Linked DNA regions of Rattus norvegicus: region 2 is linked to region 1. Evidence: chromatin contacts called from public Hi-C data. All regions are on one chromosome and are shown on one strand. Each heading gives the region's core, a stretch centred on a gene start, on an enhancer-like site or on the middle of the called end of the contact. The rest is flanking DNA. Distances are from core to core; before and after follow the strand shown.

The links. A called contact is a pair of places that touch in the nucleus more often than the background predicts.
Region 2: a contact with region 1 is called in a Hi-C map of liver, with 3 times the contacts expected there. The contact joins the promoter of Shroom3 here to the enhancer-like site in region 1. A contact is called at or near these places in 2 of 12 Hi-C or Micro-C datasets (hepatocytes and liver).

Annotation. Positions count from the first base shown.
Region 1 is chr14:15,566,880-15,571,538 of GRCr8, forward strand. All of the region lies in intron 2 of Shroom3 (shroom family member 3), which reads right to left. Among named protein-coding and RNA genes, the nearest start is that of Shroom3, 110 kb to the right of the region's middle. Within about 2 kb of position 1,957, at least 3 of the 93 cell types and tissues checked have an H3K27ac peak or open chromatin away from gene starts, as enhancers often do. A contact at or near this core is called in liver, where this site is marked.
Region 2 is chr14:15,678,414-15,682,638 of GRCr8, forward strand. It overlaps Shroom3 (shroom family member 3), which reads right to left and starts at 1,850. Exons shown (of 11, transcript NM_001100889.1): 1 at 1,686-1,850. The coding sequence starts at 1,850.

The DNA of each region.
Region 1 (4,659 bases), core at 707-3,206:
TCAAAAGCACAGAGAGTGTGGTAGCATATCTTTAAGCCCAGCGTTTGGGAAGCAGAGGCAGGTGGATGGATCTCTGGCAATTTGAGGCCAGCCTGGTCTATATAGCAAGTTTCAGGACAGCCTGGGCTACACAGTGAGACCGTGCCTCAAACAAGTAAACATACAAACGAACACACAACAAGAACTCAGACAAAACAGTTAGCAAAAAGCCAGATGTGGTGGCATATGTCATTTATCCCAGAACTTGGGAATCAAAAACAGGCGGATCTCTGTGAGTTCAATGCCAGCCTGGTCTACAGAGTGAGTTCTAGAACAACAGCCAGTGCTATGTATTAAAAAAGAGACAAAACAGTTACCAAAATAGATAAATAATAAGATAAAAACGAACAAGACAGTTACCATAGAAAGTACTTAGCTTTTTCTTACATACCAAATATAAATTGCTTAACTAACAAGTGTGTGTCTGTGTTCACCAAGTTTAAGAACAGAATACTATTTGTCAAAAGTAGTATCTTTTAAAAAGTGAATCTCTGGTGTGCATATATGTGCATGTGTACTCATGTAGGCCGTGCTTGCATATGTGTGCAAGTGCGGGCAGAGGTCAAAGGTTGACAACAGGAGCTGCTACGGCATGTGTAGAGGGTCCTTCTACCACGGCGTGGGTTCTAAGGATCGAACCTCGATCTCCTGGCTCCTGCAGCACCTTCACCCGGTGGCCATGGATCTTCCTGACCCATCCACCTCATTTTGTGAGCCAGAGCTTCTTGCCCGACCTGTCGCTGGTTGATTGGCTAGATTGACTGGCCAGCATCCCCCAGGGATCCTCCTGTCTCTGACTGTCCAATTCTGAAAGGGGACCGGACCCACGCTCAAACAGCGCTGACTGAAACACATCAGTCACTTGACATCTTCAGATAGAATGCAGCCGTATATGTTGGAGGTACAGGTCACCCTCTTAGTTCCCACACTGGGTGGCTGATAGCCACCTGTAATTTAGTCCAGATAGTCTGACACTCTCTTCTGGCCTCTTGCATATTGAACATGAACACCCCACCACACACACACACACACACACACACACACACACACACAAAAATATAACACAACATAAAGCGAACAATAAAATTAAATCTTTTGGGGGGGTTGTTTTAAAAATATTTATCATTACTATTGTTACTGTTATTATTATTACTGTTTCTTTGAAACAGGGTCTCTCTATGTGTCTGTCTGTCCTGGAGCTCACTCCATAGACCAGGCTGGATGTAAACTCACAGAGATCCACCTGCCTCTGCTTCCGGAGTGCGGGGCTTAAAGGCATGCACCACCATAGCTGGCAAACTTTATTTTATGTATATGCATGCTTTACTGCATGTATTTCTGTGCATGCCTGGTGCCTGAGGAGATCAGAAGAAGGTGCTGGACTCCGGAGGACTGGAGTTACATACAGACAGTTGTGACCTGTCATCTGGGTGTTGGGACACCAACCAGATCCTCTGGAAGAGCAGCCAGTGCTCTTAACCACTGAGTCACTTCTTTAGATCTATTTTTATTTTTTTTATAAAGCATCTTGCACCATATACAGTTCAATTAAATCTGAAGATCTTTTCCTCTTATCTACCAGTTTCCTTCTGAAGGTCACCTGGCCCTCAGACAAGTATTTTACACATGTCTGCCAAATAAAGTGTGTGTTGATTTCAGATGGGACTTGCAGTGTTGACTCTCACTGTGTGCCTCACCCAAATTAACACTCTCTGTTTGGGCTCCAGCTCTTCACATTCCACAAGGGTCTCCCCAGCCGGGAGCTGTTTACTTTACTCTTGCAAAGCCTCTTTTAGCTTATCATATCACCCCCATCACCCCCATCATCCACCACCAGCTGTAGGCGGTGGCCCGCAAGCACCAGAGCATTCTCTGTCCCTGAAGCCTCTACACTGACTGCCCTTTGGCTCCCAAGAAAGGCTAAGCCCCGCCCTCTTCATGGGTCAGCAGAAATCCCAAGATCTCTGACCTGCGGCTCGCTGGGGACTTTGCATGTCTCTTGTCACTGAAGTCTTTTAAGAAGGTGTTTTATACTTCGGCCTGTTCTCAGTCACCCTGAAACTCACATAAACACCATTGCCCTTGGAATTTTTGTGTGTCCACCCCACAGGTGTTACCCTCAGCCACTCAAAATAACTTTAAAGGAGGCAGGTACATAAACTTTGACTATACAAGTTATTTGTCCGCCATAGATAGCCACCCTCAGTTACGTTTCTAGAAAAATCATGTGACATTATTATTAATAATAGTAGTAGTAGTCGCTTAGGAAGCAAAGCAAGCTAATAAATGAATTATTACAAATCATTTTGTCAAAATAGAGAGAAACAAATTCTCAGGTTGAGGCCTGGATATGAAGGCTGGACTGAAGGAGAAAGCTGCCGGTCCACCACAGCGGCTTGCAGTAGATCTGGAGGTAGGGGAGAAAAACACCCTTTCTTGCCTCCTGCAGCTTGCCTGTGAGAGAGGTGAGGCAGGCTCCTTTCCTCTAACACTGAGACTTTACGCTAAACATGGATACAAAATGGATGAGCTTGGATGCATTCAACGGTCACCCCAGAGACAAAAACGTTTCCCACACCCGTTGTGGCGAGTGCAAGACTGCCTGTAACCTTATCGATTTCATTAACATATCTAAAGAAAGAATGTGTCAGTCAGAGAGGGGATTTGGTGGTGAGGATTGAAACTGGAAAAGGGAGTGTGGGGGACAGTGTGATCCCCTGGGGCCCCAGAGGGGAAAGGCCTTGAAGTCTAATGGGCGGGTATAGCATCTGGTCATCAGAATAGATGCCACCACACACAGCAGCTCCTACAGGCAGAGGTCACCACTTCCTCTTCAGTATTGCTGTAGGGATGAAGTATATTGATTCCCATCCAATTAGAAGTGTCCATCTTGAAATGAATTAGCACTTGGCCATGGTGGTTAGTGCCCAGTGGCTTCTGGGCTTATATAATGGGACTTTATACTCCTAAATCCCACAAGCTCTGAAATGTCCAGCACGAACTTTAGGCCCATAAGCAAATCACAGGCCCCTAAACCAGAATAAATTCACCGAGGGACTGAAGTAGGAGCTTCTGGATAAGGAGGCAGCCACATAAGTGACCATGTGACAGTACCATGTGACTCTCTGGCCCAGTTGAGCCCACATTCCTTTTTTTTTTTTTTTGGTTTCTTTTTTTTCCCCGGAGCTGGGGACTGAACCCAGGGCCTTGCGCTTCCTGGGTAAGCGCTCTACCACTGAGCTAAATCCCCAGCCCCTAGCCCACATTCTTTGCATGTTAACTTTATCTATCACAGTCAGTATAATGTCTTTATGAGGAAGGAGATATTGTATTTTATTGAATAAATGAGGTGATTGAAGCTTAGAGGGTCACATAGCAGCAAGGACCGAGTTCAACATTTTATGCCAAATTAAACACAACTGGCAAAGATTCTGCTAGAAAGAACTCAAATGGCGTGCCATCATCAGACATTAGACAGCACATCTAGAAACCTGTAGGCTACCAGCGTGGAACCCGTCCCTTTGGGACACTTCACGATCCCGTCAGACACCTCAGGAGTGTGAGCACCGTGATCACTCTCTGCCAGCACCACTGCTCTCAAGCGGGAGGTTCTTACGAAGGTGACTTAAACCTTCAACTCTTTTCTAGAAAGAAGGAATGGGTCCCGTTGTTCTGAGCCTTTCTACCTGTCTGAAAACACAGCCTCCATGTTTGGGATGATGGTGTGCTTCATTTAAACCCTTTTTAAGAAATTGATTACATTTGTTTATGTATTTATTGTGTGTCACCTGCAGAAGTCTATTGTCTAGGCTGGTAGGTCCTAGAGATTAAAGTCAGGTTGTAAACCTCGGTCGCAAATGCTTTGACCCACTGAGTCATCTCATAGGCGCTTAAATCTTGACCTGGCAAAACATGCATAAGTCTACCTAGAGTTGGACAATAATAATATAAATAGTAGAAGTTTGCCTTGTTACCATGTAGACTATACTGTTTACTTTCTTCAGTCACCTTGTAAAATACACTGCCTCCCACCTCCCCCAACGTTAGTGACTTACAACTAATAAAATGTATATAGCAGTGGTGTTGGGGATGTCGCACTGGAGTAGCGTACGCTCTTAACACGAGTGAAGATTAGATTCAATTCTCAGCACTCTCTGCTAAGAAAGTGTAGATATTCAAGATGGGTAATCTGATAGATGTACACATTATGTAATGAACAATCAAAATCCATCAAATTAATCAGTGCACACACTACTGCACACTGTGACCCTTGTGTCGTGTGTGTGTGTGTGTGTGTGTGTGTGTGTGTGTGTGTACGGGCATGTGCACGTACTTGCTGGGTACATCCAGGCTTCCTTGTGGTAAAGACACTTAAGAGTTACCCCACAAATTGTAAATACATAACACAGTATCAGTGACAACAGTCACCAGGCTATGTATGGAGCATATCCCCAGAACTTCCTTGTCTTGGTTTCTTGGTTTGCCTTTTGGAGACAGAGTCCAGTTGACCCCAGTTGGCCTTAAATTCACTCTATAGTCAAGGGTGGCCTCAAACTTACCAAGCTTCTTCCTCCCAACCGTAGAACACAGGTTTCACCACATGTGGCCTCTTTCACCTTC
Region 2 (4,225 bases), core at 600-3,099, 110 kb after region 1:
TCTCTACAAGATACAGCACAGTTCTGGCCAATGAGAAAGAAGCAAAAGTCTGAAAAGCAAAAACCTCCCACCCTGCCTGGAATGAAGACACACGGGCGGAGGTACAGCACCCACCCTACAACCATGAGGACAAAGGACCACAAATAAGAAAGGCTAATGGAAGATCTACATGGAATCCATGACTGGATGAAGCTGTTGTTCCCCCCAACAGCTGACCTCTGTCTGGATTTCTTGTAGCCCTAAGGAAAACAAGCCTTCGTTTACTAAGGGCTCTGGTTTCAGGGCTTTGGTTTTTCAATAAATGAAATCTTTTCTAGTGGATACATATACAGGTCTCCTCTGTTTTCCTTAAGAAAGCACACAGCCTGCAGGATGTCTGGCATATTTGGTGGCCAACTACTGTCACTTCCAATTCCTCCTGGCTTGTCCACCTTAAGATTTCTCTGTTCTTCCTCAAAACACATGTTGGGGGTGGGGGTGGTGAGGGTGTGTGTGAATGTGTGTGTGTGTGTGTGTGTGTGTGTGTGTGTGTGTGTGTGTGTGTGTATCTGTAAAAAGCAACCTTACCAGATAACAGACTTCAAATTCAACACCTAGTATTTCTTTCTCTACCCTCAAACTCAAAAGAATTCCTCCCTCAGTTACAAATGTTTTCTTGGGGATGCCATTGCCTGAAAGCCTTGAAATATTCTATTGTCCTCAACTGTTACTAGTCTGTGGTTTCAAAATAAATATTATAACAAATAATTTGAAAGTCTGCTGTTTCAGAGAAAAGTAAGAAAACTAACTCTAAAAGGAAAAAATATGGGCTGGAGAGATGGCTCAGCGTTTGAGAGCACTGGCTGCTCTTGCAAAGGTCCTGAGTTCAACTCCCAGCACCCACATGGTGGCTCACAACCATCTGTAATGGGATTTGATTCGCTCTTCTGGTGTGCAGGAAGATAGACACTCATATATATTAAACAAACAAATATTTTTAAAAGCACCAAAAGATCAATGAAGATTGAGTCATATTGCATAATCACATGGTTTTTAAAAAATCAGACAAATAATAAAGAGAGTGACAGATGGGGCGTTTTGTCCATACTAACACCACTTTAAATCCTTCTGTATACAAAGCGATCAAAATTATTTGTTTGTTCAGTTGGTTTGGATTTTGAGACGGTCTTGCTAACTTGCTCCTTACTGAAAAATCTTGTCTCCGTGTCCCCCCTGCTGAGTTTGGGGGCCTGTACACCCGGGCTAATGATCTAATTTAATAGAACATGTAAAGTAATTTTAAAGCTGGGTATTCTCGGTTGCAGGGCAAGATTTTTCTGACCTGGACCGTGTGCTATGTCATGACCTTTTGCTGCTGATGATCTTTAATCTGATTTATAACGGAAGGCTCATGTGGGAACTGATCTTGCATTTCATACACAAAAAGAGAAGATTAGCCACCAATTGAGCACATTTTCCTGAGGATTTCACAGAATGAATGAACTAGAAACACTTTTCTTCCCAACACCAAGCCATCCAAAAACATTTCCTGATAATCAGAAAGGCATGAGTCAACAAATTGGGTGGTTTAAGCGCAATTCAGGCAACGAGCAGGCTTTTTTTCTTTTCTTTCAGTTTTTGACAAATCTGACACAACTTTAAAAGCTGCAAACAAAACACAGGTTGGTTGCAGACGATAGACTTACCTTGGAAATAATTAATGGTTCTCCATGCTCCAGGCCACCTTTCAGGGTGAAGCCCCAGGGAGCCCCTCCCTCTAGGAGCGCTTCCAGATAAACGTATCTCTCCTTGGGGGTCCTGCTGGAGTTTGGAGTGGCGCTAGGCTCCTCCAAGTTCTCGGGGGTCCTCATCGCGCCAGACACATGGTCAAGTCGGCTTCTGTTTAAAGTGTCTGACCCAGATGGAGGCTAGCGGAGCTCCCCTGCTGGGTTAGACCGTCCTGCAAGCTACCCGCAGGCTAGGAGAAACGCAGTCCGGGCGGCGGCGAAGCTCCCGGCTCTCCGGAGATGCTTCTCCCACTACACCCTCTGGAATTCGGGGCTCTCGCAGAAGTCCCCAGTGGGGTCTGCCCACAGCGTTCGCACCGACGTCCTCCAGGGTTCCCGCAGACTGCTTTCGGCTCGCACACGCGCCAAAGCCTTGTCTGTGTTTCTGTTTTTTTAACCGAGAACAGTAAAAAAGCCTTTCACCCGGGTCTGGGAAGAAAGCGACAGAGCCGCAAAGAAATACCTCTTTTTTTTTGATTGATCACCAACCCTTTCTTCCTGAGCGAGTGGAATTTACCATGACAATAGCGTCCGCCCTCCGCAGAAGCTGCATTTAAAGAAAGCAGGCGCTAGCGGTGCTCTTGTTGCCCTCGGAATTTTCGATCCTGTCCCCCGGGCGGGGGGCGGCAAGGCTGAGCGAAAACTTTGTACCCATTTTTGTCAGGCATTTAGTTTAACGTTTGCTTCTCGGATTGGAGGAGGTTTGCAAGAGGAAAAGACATGGGTTAGAGCGCGGAAATTCTTAGTGTCTGGAGGAAGTCACCCCCAAATCTCAGCGAGGCAATGCGCTTCTTTTCTTTGGCATTTTTAGCGATGGTGGGTCCCTCTGCAGCGGCCCGGGGTGAGAGTGCGGGGTGGCAGAGGAGCGAGCTCTGTAGAATTCAGCCACAAAGACCTGGCAATCAGAGGCGGCCTACAGCGGATAACAACGAGGAAACTGAAAATGCAGGGCAGACGGCTAGAAATAGTTACCAGAAGAGCCCCGCCTCTCACTAATTAAAGCAGAACTTCAGGCAAGCGTTGGTATTTTGAAAATCCCTCCAGGCACTTCTGCTGCTGGGCCGCTGAGTCTGAGAAGCTGCGCCTAAGCAGGTTGGGCGAACTTTCAAGTGTCAAGGGCTTTATTGATTTCATTAGCAGAGAATACCACATGCAGCATAAGATCAGCTTCTCCAGACAAACTGCTTTGCTATGCAAAATGAGGAAGGCGTTTTCTGCCTTTAACTGTGGTCTACCCCAAGATTACTTGATACCTGCTGTTAAGCACTAGGGACCCATGGCTCGATGTTACTATGGGTTGTCAGTGTAACTTTGTAATAATACTGTATAGCATATAACACTTAACATTGCTTTCCAATCAGAGTTTGAGCGGCTATTTGTCCTGCCCAGAATTCGCTGAGATTATTGGAACAAATTAGAATTCTTTTCAAGGAATATGCTTACCCAAAGTTTTTCTACTTAAATTTGTGATGAGATGAATTTTATTTTTTCGGAACTGCAGTTTAAAATTATAGAAATGCGATAAAAATTTGATGTCAGCGTTTTTATTCATAAATAATAAAACATAGATACTACAGAGCAAATAAAACTGGGATTGGGACAGTGCAATATTGAGCCATCTGAACAGCTCACACACTCGACAAGCCTAACTACTAGGGCTCGGTTCCAAGAGCCTTCATAAAAAGCCAAATGCAGGGGTGCCCATCTGGAATCCCAACACCCCTACATCTAGACAGGAGGCTCAGGCAGTAGAATGGCCTGGAGGTTTCATGTCCACATAGCCTAGAGTACACAGCCCAGCCCCAGAAACAACAGAAGACCCCACATCAAGGTGAGCAGCTAGAACTGAATCCCCAAAGTTATCTTCTGCACACCATGACACAAGTGCGTTCAGACTCATGCATGCATACACCCACATCATACATACACATGCACACGCTCACAATAAATAAATACATGAGCTACAACAACCGTGATGCTAAGGCTGGCGTGGGGGGAGTGTAGCTCAGTTGTTAGCGTGCTTGCTTGAAGCGTACAAGAAGCTCTACTTAGCAGCACATCAGCAGCATCTGAAGGTCAAAGTCGTAAGGTTCGGGGTAGCCGGGGCACATGAGACCCTACTAAAAAAGCTAACATTTAATATATAAGCACAAGGCCTGCATTGTTTGGTTTTTTTTTTTTTTTGTTTTTTGTTTTTTTTTTTTTTGGTTCTTTTTTTCTGAGCTGGGGACTGAACCCAGGGCCTTGCGCTTCCTAGGCAAGCGCTCTGCCACTGAGCCAAATCCCCAACCCCAAGGCCTGCATTGTTTCATTTGAGTAATAGCTCTGCCCAAAGGGCCCAATGCCAGGGGAAAATATCATTTTTATATAATGATAATCTTCTAATGGAAACATGGGAATGCCAAATGAAAGTGGTAAATGCGAGTTGATCCTTAGGGGTAACGTAGGCTGTTTTTTAT